Regions from separate parts of the Mus musculus genome. Here region 2 is linked to region 1. Evidence: chromatin contacts called from public promoter capture Hi-C data. All regions are on one chromosome and are shown on one strand. The core of a region is the stretch at or near the end of the contact, and the rest is flanking DNA. Distances in the headings are between cores, read along the strand shown.

What was found. Promoter capture Hi-C pulls out the DNA fragments that hold promoters and counts their contacts.
Region 2: a promoter capture Hi-C map of cranial neural crest shows a contact between it and region 1. The contact joins the promoter of Cnot6 here to the promoter of Rnf145 in region 1. A contact is called at or near these places in 1 of 39 promoter capture datasets (cranial neural crest) and 1 of 484 Hi-C or Micro-C datasets (CD4 T cells).

What each region holds. Positions count from the first base shown.
Region 1 is chr11:44,516,188-44,522,213 of GRCm38.p6, forward strand. Rnf145 (ring finger protein 145) reads left to right here and starts at 2,769. Exons shown (of 11, transcript NM_028862.4): 1 at 2,769-3,087.
Region 2 is chr11:49,709,143-49,715,168 of GRCm38.p6, forward strand. Cnot6 (CCR4-NOT transcription complex, subunit 6) reads right to left here and starts at 3,580. Exons shown (of 12, transcript NM_212484.2): 1 at 3,212-3,580. It overlaps Gm36411 (a long non-coding RNA gene), which reads left to right and starts at 4,330. Exons shown (of 4, transcript XR_879826.3): 1 at 4,330-5,579.

The DNA.
Region 1 (6,026 bases), core at 1,519-4,018:
ACCACAGATGCCCATTTCCATTTAGTAGCAAGCGTTGGCTCTATAAGAAACCTGGGAGCTAGTCTTTTAGAAGGGCTAGAACTGCAACAAAGATTCAAGGTTTAAAACACTGCCCTGACTTTCTCCTGGCAATTGGATGCGTTCGTATCTTTAGAACTTTGCATGCTGTTGTTCCCGGTTCCCTTAGTTCCCAGGCCAGTTTCTTTTATGAACAAGTTGTGGCAACTGGGCATTTTCTTAAGTTTGTTCCCATAAATTCAGTTCCTGGTTTTTCCTGCTTTGGATGGCTGAGTGACTCTTTCCAGGAAGTACTTACATTGTGACCCTTCTCTTCTATTCTGGTGACCCTTTCTTCAATCCCAGCTGGGTTTTTTTTTTTTTTTTTTTGTCTCTGGGATTTTCTTTTTAGTTTTATTTACATAGTAGCTCCTGGAGCCTTACCCAAACTGGATTAGCAGCAAGGTTCCTGCAGTAACCCTTTCATTACCAGAGCAATTTTCTTCACACATTGTTTTGAACTTCAGCATTTACAAGCCACTCCTGTGAAACTCAAAGGTAAAAGGACACATGATTTGTTCTTGCTTTGACATGTCCAGTGTACTTATGGTGGAGTGCTTAAGCTTTGAAGCCATTTTCTTTCTCCTTTAAAAAGACATAGAATGGCAAAGGGCAGAGGTGACCCCCCCCCCTTCCACTAAGGCAAAGCATGAATCTAATGAAACTTTTAAATATTGTCAAAACTCTGAAATTTACCTGAGGACAAAGGCAACCAATTCAAGTTTAGTGTTATATGCATTTTGAATTCTTTATTCTGTGTTTCTGGCCACATATTTTCCTGCCTTAGCCAGCAGTGAAACTTTGAGAGTAAAAGCCAAGGAAAGCTGTTGCTAGCATAGGCAGCTTCCTATTGCAACCATCAGCCAGTGAGGATTTTTACCTAGGAGGCTACATACAGAAGAGACTCATGAAACCACTGCTCTGTGATGTGACAGGTTTAATGGTTATTCCAAGGTGGCCTAAGGGATCCAAACAAAAGTGGCTATAACGAGTTATGAACAGAACCCCCAGAAACATTTAAACCCTGCTATGAAGCTAGTAGGTGACAGTTACCGATAATCATCAATTTGACAAAATTAGTCACATGGGACCATGGCTCCTGAGGACATTCTCTTGATTAGTGTGATGCCATTCCTTGGATAGGGCATCCTGCACTGCTTACGAGTGAGGAACATGAGGCAGTGAGCAGTGACATGCATGCATTCACATCACTCTCTGCTTCTAGACTCTGGGTGAAGTGACCAGCTGTTTCAAGTTCCTGATGCCTTAACCTGCCCCACGAGGGACTGTGCGTTAAACAGTGAGCTGAAACACACCCATTCTCCATAAATTCTGTCCAAGTTTTATCACAGTCACAGAAAATGGGAGGGAGATATGCTACTGTGAACTTTAGTGATGGCTTTGGCTACATATTACTTATTTTACATCTATGAATGTTTTGTCTGCAGATATGTCTGAGCACCACATGTTTGTAGTGTCCATGGAGGCCAGAAGAGGGCGTCAGATCCTCTGGGACTCGAGTTACCAGCTACACCTGGGTGCTGAGAATTGAACCTGGGGGTGGGGTGTTCTCTAGAAGAACAAAAAGGGCTCTTAAGAGCTAAGCCATCTCTCCTGCTCTGATGACCTTGTATATGTAGAGGTTGTGTTTACAGTTTTATAGCAGGGGAGACCCAGAGGTTCAGAATCGTGGGTGTATGTGTCTCATAAGCAGTGGACAAGGACACATAAACATCAAAGAATACTCATTTTGTCTTGTACAGATTGTAAGGTGGAGGCTCTTGGCAAGTTTCCGAATGAGCCAGAATGGTTGCAATGCCTTACAAATCACTTGGTGTTCATCTTCTGTTACCTAGGCACTGCCTAATGAAAGGCCACACTAGTTTCTAGTGGCAACTGATTCTCAAGGGACTAAACTAAAAGCAAGGAACAACAGAGCAAATGGCAGAAGGTAATAGCGAGGCAATGGTAATACAGATGAACGTAGTAATAGATCCCTGCAAAGATCAGCTTAAGTCCTCAGCAAGCTTATATACTATATAGACACAGATCCTGCTCTAAAAGCTTCTACATTTATAATACGGCAAGAATGTGCCATAGTATTAGGAGACTAGAGCAGAACAAAAGGGTTTCAGGGAAAGGGTGTGTGCACACTAATGTGGTTTGAACCTTGAACCAAAAGAAATGGCAAACCTATTTACACCTTTTATTTTCATACAGTAGTTAATCATTTGCACCAAACGAAGGAGCCGGAATACAGTCCCAGGGAGCAATTCCAAACCATTCACTCATCCAGCATTTTACTCTTCGTCGTCCCTGATGCCTTAGAGACGAGTCTTAGTCTAGTCAAGGAGAGAGTTAAAAATTGCTCTGGGTTTGCACGCGGCAGGGACCAGCCTTTCACATTGTCCCACGTGGTCCCAGCAGGTGAGTGTAGGTGTGGGCGCGTGCGGCTCGTGGTGTCTGCGGAGTGAGCGCGAACACGTGTCAGAATGGCTGGGGTCACAGTGCATGTCCCGGTGTCGCCTCACCCTTCCTTGGAATAGTCTGCCGGACCAGCACCAAAGAGAAGCCGGCGTTTCGGGCCCACTCAACGGAGGCGGTGCGGGAAGATCCCGCCGTGCGCGATTGTGAGTGAGCGTGGGCGCACGGGGGCCGGGCGATGGCGAGCTCGCGCGCAGGCGCAGAGCGCGCGAGCCGGCGGTCGCCGCAGAGCGCGGGGGGCGGAGCCGGAGCGCGGGGACCAGGCCATGGCGGCCGCCGGGCGCTGGTGCCGGCGCTCGGCCCGGGAGCGCCTTTGTCGCCGCGGAGGATGGTGACCTCACGGTTCGGGCCGCTTCCGCTGCCTCCGCCTCCCGAGACGCCGCAGCCGAGGCCGGACGCGGGAGAGCCGCCGCTGTGAGCCGCGCAAACCGGGCCCCCCGCCGTCGGAACCGAAGATCTCACCGGAGGGGCGGGAATCGGAGCCGGGCAGCAGCGGACACCGCCATCCCCAGTGCCGCCCCGCAGGCAGGGAGGCTGCGGCTCCAGGTGACTGCGGTCAGCCGGGAGCATCCCGCAGGCCTGCTGCCCACTGCGCCTCCCCTCCCCTCCCCCACCCTCGCTCCTCCCCGCCGCGCCCCCTCCTTCTCCGGCTCTTGGCCCCGGCCTGGTCCCCCTCCGCACCGCGCCCTCCCGCCCACCCCTGAGCAGCGATCAGTCTCCTGCGACCTCCTCGCAGAGCCTCATACTCGTTCCCGGGGCCTCGGCTGCCTCCTCACCACCTTCCATCCTTCTTTCCTCCCGCGCCTGGAGAGGGAGAGAACCCTCACATTCCTGAGATGCCCTCATTGGGGCTCACCCCTCTCTGCTCTCCTGTACCCCGGTTGCAAGGCCTTTCCCGGTCTCTCTGGCAGAGGTGTCCAGTCCGGGCTCCTTTGCTCAGGTTTGCATTTCTAACTTTTCGTCTTTTGCGTTTCTGTTCACTCTTTTTGCTTTCAAGCTTCTTCCCTCTTCCCTGGCGTCTCCTCACCTCGCAGCCCCTTAACTCAGCCTAACCATGTGCAGGCGGTGCAGGTTGCGGGTTTCAGAAAGACCTGCCAAGCCCAAAGAATAGGGGGACCCCTGGCTTAGTGTGCAGTGCGCCTCTCTTCAGTCACGAGCAGCTCATCTCTCTCTTACTGTGTTCCTTTTCCCGCTCGCCATCCCTGGGTTCGCCCTCTCCAGTTCTGCTTTCCCACCCTAGGACCTTTGTGGAATGAACCCCCTATTCTATCTAAGGGTTAGGAACTTGACTCATATAAGCGCGCCTTATGAGGCGCGGTAGAGCCAGCACCCTTGGCGAGGCAGGGAGCACCCGGGCTTCTCTTCCTGGCAGAGTTTCTGCTCCACGTAATCCCCTAGCCTTGGGGCTGCTGCGTCCGTGCCGCGCTGCTGTGCTGTGCTCGCTGCCTGCTTGCGGCGAGCTGGCTTGGGGTTACTACAGTTCAAATGTATCTGAGCAAAGCAGGCGGGGTTGGGGGAGGTGCGGGGAGAGAGTGAGATGGGGCGGGGGAAGGGGCCTTTGCAGTGGGAAGGCATCAAAGATTAATGGATGGCTTTGCATCTCTGTCTGCAGTAAACAGGAAACTAGTCTGAAAGGAAGGGGTGTGTGTGTGTGTCTGTCTTTATTTTATAAAATACCGAGTGTGCAGTTTTGTGAATCTTGAACCAGACCCAAAAGGATGAGCTGCCGGTGCTGCAGTCGTGACCTAGGCTGAGCGTCCAATGGCAGAGGTAGCGTTGTTTTCCTTCTCTGTGTCGGGCCCTTAGGTTGGACGATGGCTCTTTCACTGGAGGGTGGACTCTTATCTGTGGATGTGGTTTCGGAGATGATGAGGAATCACAGGATTGCTAGTAGTTTCTGTGGAAACCAAGTCCCTACAAAGTTAGCTAGCAACACAGTGGGAGTGGGGAGGATTAGCTATATTTAAAACGTGTGCCAGCGCTTATGTAAGGAAGTTCTCTTTCCTGGTCTCCTTTCTGGGCGGAGTTACTTTCGGATTTTAGGGTCCAGCTTCGCCCTCTCGTTTTTGTTTTTGTTTTTTTGTTTTTTGTTTTGTTTGTTTATTTTTTTTAAGGTCTCAGCATCCCAATGGATAGACAGCCTCCTTGTCCCCCATTTGCTTAGATTCAGTTTTAGTTGATTTAGAATTTGTTTGAATTGCTGGGAGCAGAGAAGGAAGGTTGATGGTGATGGTTTTGTTTGTAACTTTCAGCCCTAAATTATCTGTTATCAATTTAAGTCATCTTATTTTTGCTTTGTCTTTTTTAAAAAGGTAGTTAAGGAGTTGTGGGATTCCTTTTTTTTTTAATACCACATTTTTTTTTTTTTAAAGATAGTTTTCCAACGGAGCCCAGCAGTTACATTTTTCTTACTGTTGAAGTTTCTTTGTCTGATTTCTCCCTATTCAAAACTAAACTTTGGTAGTTTTAGGACAATGCAGAGTGAGGATCTGTGTTTCCTAACCCTCAAGCCCTATAATAAACTGCACATTATACAAGACGTTGTTTCCATGTCTTGGAAAGGCATTTATTGAAACAGCCAGGGTTTGGGGTTTTGGTGAGCATTTATTGAGTCTTTCCGTTTCTGGGAAGAAACATTTTCTGTTTCTGGAAAGAAAGTTTACTGTTTCTGGGACAAAACTTTTCATTTACTTAGCTGCTGGGCTGTCTAACATGGGTTTGAGTCACCTTTAGTTTACGTGGCTTGCAGAGACATGATGGAGAATTCATTTCCAGTTTGTTTCAATAACCCAAGGAAATTTTGGGATCTTACAGGAAGATAAGATAGTGCAGAAAGCTTACATATTTGCATTTGGCGGTTTTGGACCTTTTGTTTTTGCTATTCCTGTGTCTAGGGTTGCTGGGTATCATGGTTTTAAGGGAATTCTGAGCTCCAGCTTAATAATTGTTCATCAGCAGTGTTTGACCCTGGATCCAAAATAACATATAAGGTTTGAGCCAATTATTAAGGATCTATGATATCAGTTATTTACTTTTAGCGTCTCTGTGTGGGCAGATGTGCAGTGTTTTGTTGCTGGTGTGGAGGTCAGAGGACAGCTAGAAAGTTCTCCCTTTCAGCCATGCGGGTCTCACACCTGACCTCCAGCATCTAAGCCATCTTGCTGGCCTGGACAGCTGTTTTTTTGCTTCATGTTCTTACAGCCTAGTACTATGGAAGATATAAGTAATCGCAAGCTTCTATAATCATGGCAAATACCTCTGAATTTTGTCTGGATGTTGGTTTAGTGCATGGAGCTAGAGTATAGAACATTGATTTCTATTTGGGATGGTTTCCACCTGTCCTAGTTATGAATTACAAAGTTCTGAGGCATGGGGTTGGTCTTTGCTATTGCTTTGCTTATCCATGTTGTTTTCTCCATGTATCACTATAGGGCATTTTTAAAAATGACTTACAAAAGGTCCAGAAATAAGTGATCCATTGAATA
Region 2 (6,026 bases), core at 2,330-4,829, 5.2 Mb after region 1:
CTTCCTGAGTAACCTGACTGCTGATTCCAGTGCACACAAGGTTGACCTGACCGTCAATTAAGTTCTCTAGCCTGTCTGAGCTCTAGGAAACAAAGTCCACAAACCTCAAGTTTCATGTGTATCATTTCAGGCCTTTCACGGCTTTGACTGCTTTTAACATCTTCTAAAACACCAACATTCTGATCTGACATGGCCTTGTATTACAGAGCAATTGGGCACTGCTCAAGCCCATTACAAAAGGAGCCACAGACACCAGATCTGAATCAAAACACAGTCACTACTTGTATTATTTCAAATATGACTCCAATTTTACTTGCATGGTCTTTATACCCCCAAGCTGATACCTAGTTATCTTTAAAACTTTGTTTCTTGCTTTAAAAAAAAAATCTTTTTAAAAAAAATCTGACCCTTCTTTGCTACCTGGAAACAAAGCTCAGCAAACAGCCCTTCTCTAAAGCTGCTCTCAATCCACTCCCACTGTTCCAGGAACATCTTATGGTGCCTGGCCTTACCCCCAAACCCGATACCTCAGTCTGCTCACTGTCTCCTTTGTCTAGAATGATCCCCTTCTCCAACCTGGCCAGCTTCTCCTCAGTGTTACTGGTTTTAAACCGGCACCACACCCTCATCCATAAGTTTAATCTTTCTCGATCCCTTGAAGCACTATATACCCACTACTCACTCCTATGCAGGACAAGACGGCAGAAACTGAATATGGTCATCTCTGAATTCTCATCACCAGGACCATCAAATGCTATTCCTCAGTGCACAACTTATCCGAAATATATAAACAGACAACAAAAAAGTAAAGGCCAAAGAGTAAAATTAAGGCAGCCTGAATCAGCCTCCATCTTAGACTCAAATAATCACTCTTTTCTAATCTTTAAACTACTTACTCAAACACCAAACTCTACTGCATTCCACTGTCCTCAAACGTACACGGTATACAGTTATACTTGTGTTTGGTCAGCACTTAACTTTCTGGTAACATAGCTACCTCCATAGCCTAAATAACAGGTACAATTAAGAAAAACTATTTATTTTGTAGAAGCTAAAAAGTTTTAAAAATTAACAGAGCTCGGGCTGGAGAGATGGATCAGCAGTTAAGAGCACTGACCGCTCTTCCAAAGGTCCCGAGTTCAAATCCCAGCAACCACATGGTGGCTCACAACCATCTGTAATGGGATCTGATCACCTTCTTCTGGTGTGTCTGAAGACAACTACAGTGTACTTACATGTAACAAATAAATCTTTTTTTAAAAAAATTAACAGATCTTTCTTCTCCACAGTGATAAGACAAGCAAGCTTGAGCTTCCTAGCCAGTGGACCTTGTCAGAGGAGAGGGCTGCATGTGTGCTGGAAATATTGACCCCTCACCACACAAGGACCAAAGGATACTCCAAGCATTTCTTCCAGTATGTCTTACTTATACTGTCTTTCTAGGCTGTATTGAATGAAAACTTAAGCATGGTGCTGGACACCTTTAACCTCAGCACTCCAGAGGCACAAACAGGAGGATCTCTGAGTTCAAGGCCAGCCCATTCTACAAAGAAAGATTCAGGCTAACAGGGACTGTATTTTAAGATGTCTTTTTTTTTTTTTTTTTTTTTTTTTTGTAAAGTTAACATGGGTTCAGTCAAATGTTTAAACATTAACCAAAATACTAGTTAAAACTACATGCATAGTAGGCAAATTCCTATAATGCCTTTATTTGTAGTCAGGACCAAGTTCTGTATATCAGCGTCTATGTCTGTTCAAAAAAAAAAAAAAAGCCTGAAATTTCCCAGCAACCATAATACATCTCAACTTATACAAGGATTCTCTTTCAAGAATATTCCAGTCACACTAGAAAATGTCTGCCACATACATTTTTGTCCACGTTAGCAAGCACCTGTGCACCTGTGAAATGGCTACCTGACCTACTTTAATATCTACCTGATAAAAATACCCGCTTCCTTCTCCAAACCCCAAATACTTAACAACTATATCACCCTTAACGTCTGCTTTATGACTACCCTCCTAACTCTAACATCCTGATCCAGTCTCTTCATTCTAGGCTTGGTTCCTCAGAGCCAGGTCAGAGAATTTGACTAGACCACTGGCTCCACGTAATTTTAATTCTAAAATGTATTCTTCAAAGCGCCAACTTCAAAAGACTGGCAGCAATTACAAAAAGCAAAATACGCCTTCACAATCTTTTGACCAGCCTACAGAACGGTTGCGGGATGGTGAAAATTTCTAGTGTGGGAAAGACAGTGCTATTACACACCGAATTGTTTTTTCATTTATTCTCCAAAGTTAAAATTCCAAGCAGAGGCAGAGAAGAATTTAGACCTAGTAGTCAATCAGGCAATCTACCTGTAAAACAGGTTTACCTGTACTCAAATTCTAGCAGATTATTTAAACACAGTAACAAGATGGCCTGTGCACAATGTTGTCACTTGCAGAAACAGTTAAAAGTAAAGAATTACAGTTGCTTATGAGCAGTCTCTGAAGACCGTTGTCAGGGTAGAAAGAGTCAAGGCGGGGGGGGGGGGGGGGGGGAAGGGGGGGTCACCAAAGTAAATAACCACTGTCTTTGAAACTAGGTTAAACTAGGGAAATTTTCTTCCAGAAATTAGTACTTGAGTCCTGAGTCCAATAATCTCTTCAGCTGATAATCACTTCTTTGGCCACGTAATCCGCCCCGCCCCTACCAATATCTGCGTTAAACGGACTTTAAAATACTTTAGGAGAAAAAGGGTGAGCATTAAGTCAATCCACGGAGTGCCAAGTTCCACGCCGCACAGTGCACACCCCCCCCCCCCCAGCACAGCCACTTCTCCAAAGTTGCCACCGGTTTGTCCCTAGTCCCGGCACCCCAGCTCCTCTCTTGAGGTGCGTGACCGGCCGGAGGCGGGGGTCCGAGAAGCCAGGGTTCACGCCACCGCCCTCTGTACGCCACCGCACTGCCGTCAATCAACACTCCCACCCCCCACCCCCAACCCAGGCCGAGCCCCGGGACTCCGCGCGGGGGGCGCGGCCAGGGGACCGACGGGATGGCGATCGCTGTGTGTGAAGGAGGGGGACGGACAGACGTCACTCCGAGAACTCCTAAGTTGTGCGCGAGTGCGCGCTCGGGGTCCCCGCCGGGGCGCGACCCCTGGGGGGGGATGGGGGAGCGCAGGCAGCAGAGCCTCGGCGGGACGTCGCTCGGGCCCGTCGCGCTCACCTCTCGAGCTGCGCCGCCTTCCTCCGCCGCTGCCGCCGCCTCCTCCCGATGAGTGCAGCGGGGTCTGCCCTGTGGAACCACCATACCAGTCCCGCCCGCTGCTGCAGCGCCTCCGCCGCCGCTCTTTGTTCCCCCTCCTCGGCCGCCGCTCCTCAGCCGCCCGCCTCGGCCGCCCCGGACCCCACGAGCCGCCGCTACGCTCTGCCGCCCTCTCGGACCCCGGCCTCGCCCTCCTCGCCGCGCCGGCCGCCGCCTTCGCCTCCGCGCCGTCGACGCCGCCGCCACCGACGCCGACGCCTCCTCTTCCGCGCCCCCCTCGTTTTCATTGAAAGCAAACAAGCATCATGGCGGCGGCCGCCGTCCCCCTCCCACCCCAGCCAGCGAACGCCCCGCTCACCGCCGCCTCTCCAACATCCCGGCTTCTCATTGGCTGACGCTGCTGGGCGCGACTATCCCGCGTCGTGCGGGGGTGGACTCTTGGCAGCCCGACGCTTTAGCCCCGTCCGCGTTCCCCCCGGTCTCGGAGCAGTGAGCCGGCCCGGCGCGCTCCTGCCCGCCCTCCCAGCCTCTCTTCCCGCTCTCTCTGCGCCTTTCCTTCTCCGCGCCTTCTGTCTCCTCCTCTCCTAAAGCTGTTTCTCCGCGGTTTAGTTGCTCTTTTTCTTTCTCGTCCACTTTTATCTCCACTTTACCCTTGATTTTTTTTTCCTCCTCTTGATTCATTTTGCTTTTTCCTTGGCCTGTCAATCACTTGGGAGCACAGATTAAATTCTCAGACGTTTAACCCTATCCAGTGTCTTGATCTTCCGAGAAAGAAAACTTACACTCTTCAATAGTCAACTAATTGTTCCTGCCCTAACTATGCAGGAAAAAAATAATTAATAGGCAGGGTTTGTTTGTTTTTTAAATTATGGGGTCCTAATTTAAGTAACGAACTATAGCTGCATTCGAGGGCTAACATAGTCTACTCAGGACATGTGGTTTCAGGTAAACCGGAAAAGGAATGGGCTGATTAATGATACTTACATCAGGAAAAAGTACTTGGCTGGTATTCAGGACACAGGGATTAATCAAGCTCCACCTTGTCGAGTCAGCGTCATGGTGTACGGGCAAGAGTAACGCCCAACAGGCTTCAAATACACTGGCGATATAGACTGACAGGAATTGTGTGAAGGAAAATAGCTACCCCGACCTCCGTGGCAGATCAGCCCAGAACTGAGCGTGAAATGGCTTCCAGGAACTAACAAGAAAAAAAAAAATGCCTCTCAAGGAAGCCCATCTTTCGTTCCAGGATGTGGGACTTGCATGGCTGTTGCCTAAGGCAGAAGAGAACTAGGCGAGCAAAGCAGCGAGGGACAAAAGCCTTTCCAAGAACCAGATGTTCTGTTCAAGGCAGTTTGTGTTTGCCTGGCCCCAGCATTGCCTTGAGATCATCATTGCCTGCTATTTGCCAGGATAGCAGTGTCAGTCTAAGCTTCTAGTGCCATGAGACGCTGGAAAAGTTAAGGCAATGGAGACACCCATCATACACGAGGAAATGACAGGCGCAGACGAGCTACCTGAAGATACTCTTAAGCCCTGACCTACTCAGGCTGTTCAGTGCCTATTTCACACAAAGGGTACAACTAGGCGGAGGGGCCAGGGGTGTAGACATCCTGCTGGCCTGTTCCCTTTCCAGTGCTGTGCCCTGGGAACCTGTGCTCCAGCCTAGAGAAGAGGGTTTCTTTGTGTAATTCATCTTCCCAAGGGCAGCTGCACTTTTTGACAGTGACTGTATGCCTCCAGAGGAGCCTAGTTGTGTAACAAAAACCTTAGCCTCATTAAGCAACAACTCCATTATAATCCTGGAATCAGATGCTTAGGTAGACAGTTCTACTCGTCCCACTTGTGTCCTTTCATGCCAGTGCCTCACAGAGGTGGAAGAATGTTGGATATCTGGCACCTCTGTGTCCCTTAATAACGCTCTTCCATCGATGGTGAGAGTGCTTCCTTATGGCTTTGTGGACCGTCTCCTCCATCTGGAGGTCATTCTGACCCACAATCAGGGCAGCTCAGGAATCTAAAGAGGAGGGAGCAGAAGCCCTCAAGTCTTCGAAAGCATCCCTCTTTGTCTGTATTCCATCCACCAAGCAAGCACAAGCCCGGTGTGGATTTGAGAGAGGAGGCAAGCCAGGGAGCAGTTGTACGCGCACGGCCTGATGGACTTACTCAGCGCCATTGAGATAGACTCGCCCTGCAAAGACTGGGGTCCCCAGGAATGCATGGTATTGTTCAAACTGATTACAGTGACAAAAACGTAATGAAGGCTGCCTGATCAAGCCAATCCTGACAGACTCAACTGCCAAGGAACCAGAATGCTTTATTATAGAAGGTTCGTGTTTTTTCTAGTGGGTAAGCAAAGGGGAAGATAAGCCGTAACAAGAGAGCCAAAAATATGGACCCAGGGTAGGTATTCAATTCTGACAATTTGGCATGTCCTCTGAAAGGTGGAGGCTTAGTGTCCAAGGGCCATCGCTGACACGCTGATACAGTCCCTTATCACCGTGTACTAAGGACAGTAATATAGAATCTGGTATTATAAACTTACAGGTCTCCATCGATCTTCTTCACATTATTTATTATCTCTAGTTCTAGCATATTAGACTTCATTCGATTCAAAATTCAGTTCAAACAGCTTTAAGGAAAAAGAAAGGGAATTAGTTGACTCAAATAGCTTTGAAGGCCAGGAAAAGTATACCCTTCAGGTGTGGCTTGCTTTGGGGACTAATGACATGCTAAGATCTAGTCTCATCCATGGTGACTACATCATGAGAAGCCA